2 separate regions of the Urocitellus parryii genome follow, and region 1 is linked to region 2. A link is a contact called in public Hi-C data. All regions are on one chromosome and are shown on one strand. The core of a region is the stretch at or near the end of the contact, and the rest is flanking DNA. Distances in the headings are between cores, read along the strand shown. Region 1 holds the start of Nhlrc1 (NHL repeat containing E3 ubiquitin protein ligase 1). Region 2 holds the start of Fam8a1 (family with sequence similarity 8 member A1).

Evidence for each region. Hi-C and Micro-C count contacts between places; a contact is called where the count stands out from the background.
Region 1: a contact with region 2 is called in a Hi-C map of muscle, with 4 times the contacts expected there. The contact joins the promoter of Nhlrc1 here to the promoter of Fam8a1 in region 2. A contact is called at or near these places in 2 of 2 Hi-C or Micro-C datasets (liver and muscle).

Annotation. Positions count from the first base shown.
Region 1 is chr8:147,358,489-147,362,639 of mUroPar1.hap1, reverse strand. Nhlrc1 (NHL repeat containing E3 ubiquitin protein ligase 1) reads left to right here and starts at 2,679. Exons shown (of 1, transcript XM_026402195.2): 1 at 2,679-4,015. The coding sequence starts at 2,690. The coding sequence ends at 3,877.
Region 2 is chr8:146,987,983-146,992,300 of mUroPar1.hap1, reverse strand. Fam8a1 (family with sequence similarity 8 member A1) reads right to left here and starts at 1,620. Exons shown (of 5, transcript XM_026402180.2): 1 at 820-1,620. The coding sequence starts at 1,525.

The sequences.
Region 1 (4,151 bases), core at 1,430-3,929, 370 kb before region 2:
GTCTTCTGGACTCCATATCTTCAGTTAAGTAGGAATAGGAACAGTGTAAAAGGAGGGAATGCTGGCTTCTGCTGACAGGAAGTTCCCCAGATTAGAAACAGCAGCTACTCCATGGGGCATCAGCAAAGGCCAAAGATAACAGTAGCCAAGAGCACCAACCAGGATATGATGACCCTAAATCACAAAAGGACTTAATTGAGAAAACCTTAATCCCCAATCAAATGCCACAAGTTATATTCCTATATGTCAAATTTACTACTGGATCCTTGACAGTTAATTATGAGGGTAAATTGGGTGTCACAAAGCTTTCCATCATAGTTGGACTATGCTGTCCAACTAATGCAGTAGAGCAATTACTATGGACATGTTTTATTTGTTTATTTATTTATTTGGTATCAGGGATTGAACCCCAGGGTGCACTTAAACACTGAGCCACATCCCCAGCCCTTGTGAATTTTTATTTTGAAACAGTCTCACTAAGTTGCTTAGGGACTTGCAAAGTTGCTGAGGCTGGCATTGAACTTAGGATCCTCCTGCCTCAGCCTCCCCAGTCACTGGGGTTACAGGCATGCACCCCAGGGCCCAGGTCTATGGACATTATTGCAGCTTGCTCTGATTTGTCTTGTGAACATCTGCTTCTTTGTATTTCCCGGAGGCCTTGATTGGGCTGCAGCCCCAAGGGCTAACAAAGCTGGTGGTGCAGTACTATTAGTTGCCTCACGGGGGCAACAAAGGATCAAGAAGGTGGTAGGATTAGCAAGTAGTGTGCAGAGGAGTTGGACCCTCCTGCCTCTCCCTCTTGGAAGTCTGGCAGGACACTGGAAGTCTGGCAGGACAGGAAGGCTGAAGGGTGAAAGCTCAGCTATAGTCAACAATGAATTGAGATATTTGAATATTTTTTAAAGAATGTTGGAGAAGAGACAAGTTAGACTAAGTCAAGGATCCACAGAGTCAGGCTGGGAAGCATCTTGAGAAGGTAACATCTCAGCACAGACCTGGCCTGCATTTGTGCTGCTCTGAGGGTAGCAGCCAGCCTTGTGTGACTGCCACTGGCCACGTGTGACTAATGAGCACTTGAAAGGGAGCTAATCTGAACTGGAATGTGCTGTAAGTGAACAATACACACTGGATTTTACTTATGACACACAAAAGAAAGAGTATAACATCTCGTTGATATTTTTTGTAATGATTAAAAAAAAATCAAAGTGACAATATTTGTATATTTGGGGTTAAATAAAATAGACACTTAAATTAACATCACTAGATTCTTTTATAAAGTGTGGCGACAAAAAAATAGCATGATATAATGTAGCACTCATATTTCTATTAGGCAACACTGTTTCTAAAAATATTCCATTTTTTGATGTTCTGAATGGCATTTCTTCACTAAGAAATTACTTCTGGAAGAACTCTCTGTTGGGTGTGTTTTTAGTGGATAATTTAGTTGGAATGGAAATGTATTCTGAAATTACGGAACTAGTTGGTTGTGGTATTCTAATATACAATCTTTGAATCATGTAACAAGTAATAAGGAAATGTTCTTTCTTACATTAAGTTTCTCTCCCAGGGTTTTAACAGGTGATAGAACCCTGTGTTCTCAGAAGTCTAGGAAATAAAAGGGTCACTGGTTATGATTGGGATCTCTAAGTGAACAGAATGTCAAGGGCCTTGTTCGAGTAAGACATTTGGGTAAAAACATCCTGCAAATGGAAGACTGTAATAGATTTTTTTTTGCTTTCAATCCTACCTGAGATTGGAATACTGGAACCTGTTGGTATTTGATGGACTCACCATAGTGCATTGGTTCTCAGACGTGACTGTATGTTATAATCAGCTGGGGGGCCTTTACAATTCCCAGCAGCCCAGACCACACCCCAGAGCAGCTAAATCTCCGGGGATGAAGCTCAGCCACTTGCTAGCCATGTGACCCTAGACATGATATTGAACCTCTATGAACTCTATTGTAGAAAATGAGTGATGAAAATAATACACCATATAGGATTGTCATGAGGTTTAAAAGAGATAACCTATGTAAACCCTTTTTATAAAAAAGGCATGCATGGAGCAAATTTCTATAGTAATTGTTAACAGCTTTATCATTTTATATTTCTTCCTCTGGAAGGCACTCTCAGCCGTGGCTCTCCATCTGAAAGTCACAAGCTTAGTGTGTTGGAGTATTGTCCTATAACCTTCCTTCTTCCGCATGCAAATTCATTTTATAAATATTCAGGAAACATCTGCTTTACTACAAACGTCTTAAAACACACCAAAGAAGTGCGCACCCCTTCTCACTTTCTGAGAGTTTTAACCTTGACGCGTCTGTGTTCTCCCAGCCGGGTCACACCTCACATGAAGGGACCATGGGACTCCAGCGCTGGAATACTGGGTTCTACTTCCTGCTTTGTCCTTCATGGGCTGCAGAACAGGGACACCCTGTCCTCTATGGCTGTGCTTCCTCCCCTGTTAAATGCAGGGGATCCACCCACGGCTGAGGGTTACCGGTCTGCACAAAAAATGCGCACGTGAATTCGCCCCGGAAACGTCCACACAGGCAGAAACGCCGCGCGCCCACCAGGGGGCGGTAGGTCGCGGTCAGCCACCCGCGGCGCTGACGTCAGGGCGGACGCCCCGCCCAGTGGCCGTGACCGCGGGCTGCGCGGGGGCAGCGTCCAGCCGGGGACAGCGCGCCATGGGGGAGGAGGCCTCGGGCGGCGGGGGGACGCCGCGGGAGCTGGTGCGCGAGGCCGAGATCAGCCTGCTCGAGTGCAAGGTGTGCTTTGAGAGGTTCGGCCACAGCCAGCAGCGGCGCCCGCGCAACCTGGCCTGCGGCCACGTGGTCTGCCTGGCCTGCGTGGCCGCCCTGGCACACCCGCGGACCCTGGCCCTCGAGTGCCCCTTCTGCCGGCGAGCCTGCCGCGCCTGCGACACCAGCGACTGCCTGCCGGTGCTGCACCTGCTGGAGCTCCTGGGCTCCACCCTTCACCGGTCCCCAGCTGCCCCCTGCGCCGCCCCCTGCATCCCCGGGGCCCTTAGCTGCCACCACGCCTTTGGCGGGTGGGGGACCCTGGTCAACCCCACGGGTCTGGCACTTTGTCCCAAGACGGGACGGGTCGTGGTGGTGCACGACGGCAAGAGGCGGGTCAAGATCTTTGACTCAGGGGGAGGATGTGTGCATCAATTTGGAGAGAGAGGGGACGCCGCCCAAGACATTAGGTACCCACTGGACGTCACCGTCACCAATGACTGCCACGTGGTTGTCACCGATGCTGGCGACCGCTCCATCAAAGTGTTTGATTTTTTTGGCCAGATCAAGCTCGTCATCGGAGGCCAGTTCTCCTTACCTTGGGGTGTGGAGACCACCCCTCAGAATGGGGTCCTGGTAACCGATGCAGAAGGAGGGTCTCTGCACCTGCTGGAAGTCGACTTCCTGGAAGGAGCCCTTCAGAGAACAGAAAGGTTGCAAGCTCATCTGAGCAGTCCCCGAGGGGTGGCAGTGTCTTGGCTCACTGGGGCTGTGGCGGTCCTAGAGCACCCGTTGGCCCTGGGACCCGGGACCTGCAGTACCAGGGTGAAGGTGTTTAGCTCAAGTATGCAACTGATCGGCCAGGTGGATACCTTTGGGCTGAGCCTCTTCTTTCCCTCCAGAGTTACTGCTTCAGCTGTGACCTTTGATCACCAGGGGAATGTGGTCGTGACAGATACCTCAGGTCCAGCTATCCTGTGCTTAGGAAAACCTGAAGAGTTCCCAGGATTGAAGCCCATGGTCACTGAGGGCCTTTCCCATCCTGTGGCACTGACCTTCACCAAGGAGAATTCTCTTCTTGTGCTGGATACTGCATCTCATTCTGTAAAAGTCTATAAAGCTGACTGGGGGTAATGGGGTGAGGCGGGGATCCTGGGGCCTGGAGTCAGAAGACCTTGTGCTGTCACTAGCGAATTGTTTAACCCTGGATAAGTCACTTGACTCATCCATGGAAACTGCCTGGCAGAATTACAAAAGCTGGGCCAGTTATTAAAGAATAATAATTAAATCCAGCCTTATTGAATGTATACTCCCAGTCCTAAGAAATTTGCAAATATTATTTCACTTAATTCTTAATAGCCAGTGAGGTAATTTCTACTATTAGTCCCATTTTAGAGATAAGAAAACA
Region 2 (4,318 bases), core at 371-2,870:
TCATATCTGGGAACCAAAGTCAGATAATGAGGGGGAAAAGCAAAGTCAGGGCACAACTTAATAATTCTAAAAAATATATAACCTGAAGCAATTATCAGGTATTGATTCCATAAGGGTACTATTAAATGTAACAACTATTTAGAGAGTATTTATATAAGACTAGTTAGCTTACAATTTGCTTTCACCTTAATGTTTAAAATTTGATTTCTTAGCTAATGACTAGAGTGCCCAATACATTGCACTAGGGACTAGAAGAACTAGATGATCACATACAGGAAACAAAATCTAACACTTGTAGTAAAAATCAAGGTTAAGAATGGACAACTAGTATTAAGTAAATCCCTATATCCCACATGCTACTTTCATTTAGTTTTGCTTTCTATTAAAAAACAAAAACAAAACAACAACAAAAAAAGCCCTGATATCAACCTCCCAACCTAATTCTGTCAGGGGTCGTGTTCTGGCATCCACCAGTGCTCGGCCATGCACAGGATTCGCTTTAACGAACTCGGCGTATTCTAGTCCACCCCGAGGTGCACAGGGCCTTGGGTCAGTAGGCCAGGCCCGAAGTCATCCCTCCTCTCGGTCTGCGACCCTCCCCGACGCGCGGTCCCGCCATCGGGGGCCCAGGCCGGCCGTCGGGCCAGGGGTCTCCCCCTCGGGGGCTGCGGCTGAGCGCAGCGGCCTACCAACGAGGGATTCGCTGCGCGCGGGGCGCCGTGGCCCCGGGTGAGGGAACCCGTTCGGGCGCCGGGCACCGCGGCCCACGACCCCGGGCGGCCTACGACCCCAGGCGGCCCACGACCCCGCGCCTCTCACCCGCCTGCCGCGCGGCGTCGCTCGCCGTCCGCGCAGGCACCGCGGTTCCTACTCTTGTCACTGGTGTCGCCCGGACCGTCCCAGGCACGGGAGCAACCCGCGGCCCCAAGCCCGCAACCGGAGCCGGGGTGGCGATGCCCGCCGCTGCCGCCGCCGCCGCCGCCGCCTCGGGCCCCGCGGCCCCGGCGCCCAGGAAGTAGAAGGGGTTGTAGTAGCCGAGCTGCGGCGCGGCGGCCGGGGAGGTGGCGCCGGCCGCGGGGTAGCTGGGCGGCGGCTGAGGGCCGCAGTAGGCGGGGAAGGCGGCCAGGCCGCTGTGCCAGGTCAGGTAGCCGCAGTACGACTGCCACAGCCACTCGTGCACCTGCCGCGAGTACTCGCGGGCGCTCAGCCGCGCCGACCTCTCCCGGGACGCCGCGGCCTCGGGCGCGTCGCAGCTCGCCGGCTCCGGCGGCCCCGCGGCCGCCTCCCTGCGATTCCGGGGCTCGCGCGGCGGCTCCGGCTCCTCGGCGGCGGCGGACGCGGGGCCCGGGGTTGGAGGCCGGCCCGGGGCCTGAGGCTCGGCCTGCGGCCCGTCCCGGGAGCCGGGGGCAGCGGCGGCGACGGCGGCGGCGGAGGGGCCACTCGGGGAGGGGACCGGCTCGTGGTCTCCTCCGCCTTCCTCCCGCCCGGGAGGGCGGCCTCGGGCTTCCTCGGGCCCCTCTGCCATCGTCGCCTCAGCAGCACCCTCCGCGGTACCTGTCACTGAGCCTTTCCCTCCCCCAGCGGCCCCTCCCCAACAGCGCCGTCGCCACCGCAGCACCGCAGGCGTCAACAATCCGCCGCCGGAAGCGGAAACCCCGCCCCTCGGAGGCCGCCGGGAGGAGCCGGGGCGGCGTCTCCTCAGTAGCTGCAACCAGGTGGTCGCCCTGCTCTGGGTTTCGCGCTGCGCTTTGTGATGTTAATGGCATCCAAGTGGAGGCGTTTCTAGAAGTTTCTGTGGGGATGGGCCGAGGTCCTGCCGGGAAGACTGTGGAGGGCCAGGAGGGTTTCCCGCAGAGGTCCCGGGCGGACGCCGCCTGTTCTGCGACGCCCAGAGTGGGTGGACCGCGCCAGTTCACGATTTGTCCCGAGGATGCCGTGTTTGTGCCCTGAGATGATAGACCCAAAGCCCCACTCAACTGAGACGTATGTAAGATGGAATGTCTCAATGTGGACATTTTCAACTGAAAGAAGAGAAGAAGGGTTGTGCTGATTTAGGGGCCCGAGCAGCGCGGTTCTGAACCGTGCTTTCCTCCTGCTGTCGGGCCGCCTCCCGTTTCCGCAGATGTGCCTCAGCCCAGGGGACCTTTCCCTTTATTTTGCTGGGAAAAGACCATGGCCCAGAACTTTGGTGCCCTCTCTCAGTACCTTAGCCCATGCGGGATAACTCCTATCCCCCTGCGACCAGAATTCTAGACTTAATATTTCATACACACACGCACACATACATACGTGTATACATATGCATATATATAAATTGAACCACTGAGCTGCATCTACAGTCCTTTTTATTTTTTATTTTTGAGACGGAGACTTAATAAATTGCCTAGGCTGAACTTTAACTTGCATTTCTCCTGCCTCAGCCCCACCATGCCTGGCTACATATTTATATCAATCAATTAATTTATATCAATTAATTTATATCAATCAATTAATCATAGGACTTCTTTTTTTATTATTTATTGTTGGTCGTTCAAAACATTACATAGTTCTTAATACATCATATCTCACAGTTTGATTCAGGTGAGTTATGAACTCCCAATTTTACCCCGTATACAGATTGCTGTATCACATCAGTTACCCTTCCATTGATTGACATATTGCCTTTCTCGTGTCTGATGTATTCTGCTGTCTGTCCTATTCTCTACTATCCCCCCTCCCCTCCCCTTTTCTCTCTCTACCCCTTCTACTGTAAATCATTTCTTCCATTTGTATTATCTTGTCTTACCCCTCCTTTCCTCTTATATGTCATTTTTGTATAACCCTGAGGATCGCCTTCCATTTCCATGCGATTTCCCTTCTCACTCCCTTTCCCTCCCACCTCTCATCCCTGTTTAATGCAAATCTTCTTCTCAAGCTCTTCGTCCCTACCCTGTCCTTGTTTACTCCCCTTATATCAAAGGAGTCATTTGGTATTTGTTTTTTAAAGATTGACTGGCTTCACTTAGCATAATCTGCTCTAATGCCATCCATTTCCCTCCAAATTCTATGATTTTGTCATTTTTTTTTTTTTAATATTTATTTTTTAGTTCTCGGCGGACACAACATCTTTGTTGGTATGTGGTGCTGAGGATCGAACCCGGGCCGCACGCATGCCAGGCGAGCGCGCTACCGCTGAGCCACATCTCCAGCCCGATTTTGTCATTTTTTAATGCAGAATAATACTCCATTGTGTATAAATGCCACATTTTTTTTATCCACTCATCTATTGAAGGGCATCTAGGCTGATTCCACAATCTTGCTATCGTGAATTGTGCTGCTAAATCATAGGACTTCTAACCAGAAAGTGATGGTGACTCTGTTCCTTCTGAGTTCCTCAAGTGAACATGTAGACCTTCTCCATCTCCTCTAGCCACAATTCATTGTGCTCATTTGCTGAGTGTGTTAAGTGCTGGATGTGTGCCGGGTGTTGGAATACAAAGGTGAATGAAACACCACCATTGTGGTTGAGGGGATGACAGAACATATGGGAGAACTTGGCGTGTCAGTTAGTACAGGATTAAAGTGTTAGTCCAAAGTGGGGAGTGATCAGTTCTGCTTGCAAAGAGACAGGTGAGAACTTGGAATGGCTTTGTAGGAGGTGACTTTTGTTATAGGGACTGGCAGGGAGGGTGATTCCAGGGAGAGGGTGCAACAGGAGTGGAGTTAATGTAAAAAGAGCCAGGCTGAGGCAGCCTGAGAGGGCCCCACATAGAGATGAATCGCAACACTAGGGAGGGGTTGGACTTTTTTTTCTCCAGGTGAGGGAGTTTGGACTTTGTCTTACAGAGAGCAGAAGCTATAAAACAATTTCTATCAGGGAAATAAAGGTAGTCTGCTGAGGGCCATTACCAAGTAGGTATGACGCATCGTAATCCTTGCCAGTGTACCCCATGTTAAATGGACTTGCCTTGGAAATTTGCTGCGACCTTGCTTGTGTGTTTGAGAAAGGTGACCCTGCTCAATCACCAGGGTGGATCCAGGATTAGGGTGTATTCCTGCAGGAAGTATCTCCGTCCTTGGGTTTAGGGCGTGACAATAGGAGCTTTAGGGAAGTTGAGGTTGAAGATTATGGCTGCTGGGATTAGGGTGTTCCTGCTGCTTGTTCCCGTTGAGTTCTCGTGAGATTCAAATGGGACTTGAAAAAAGCCTCGTGGAGTAGGATTTGGGATCGGACATATTGGAATTGCCCCTGAACGTGTGTGGAGGCTGGTGTGAGATCGGGAATAAAGAATTGCTGTTTGAACCTACAAAGTTGTGGTGGCTCGTGATTCTGTGCCAA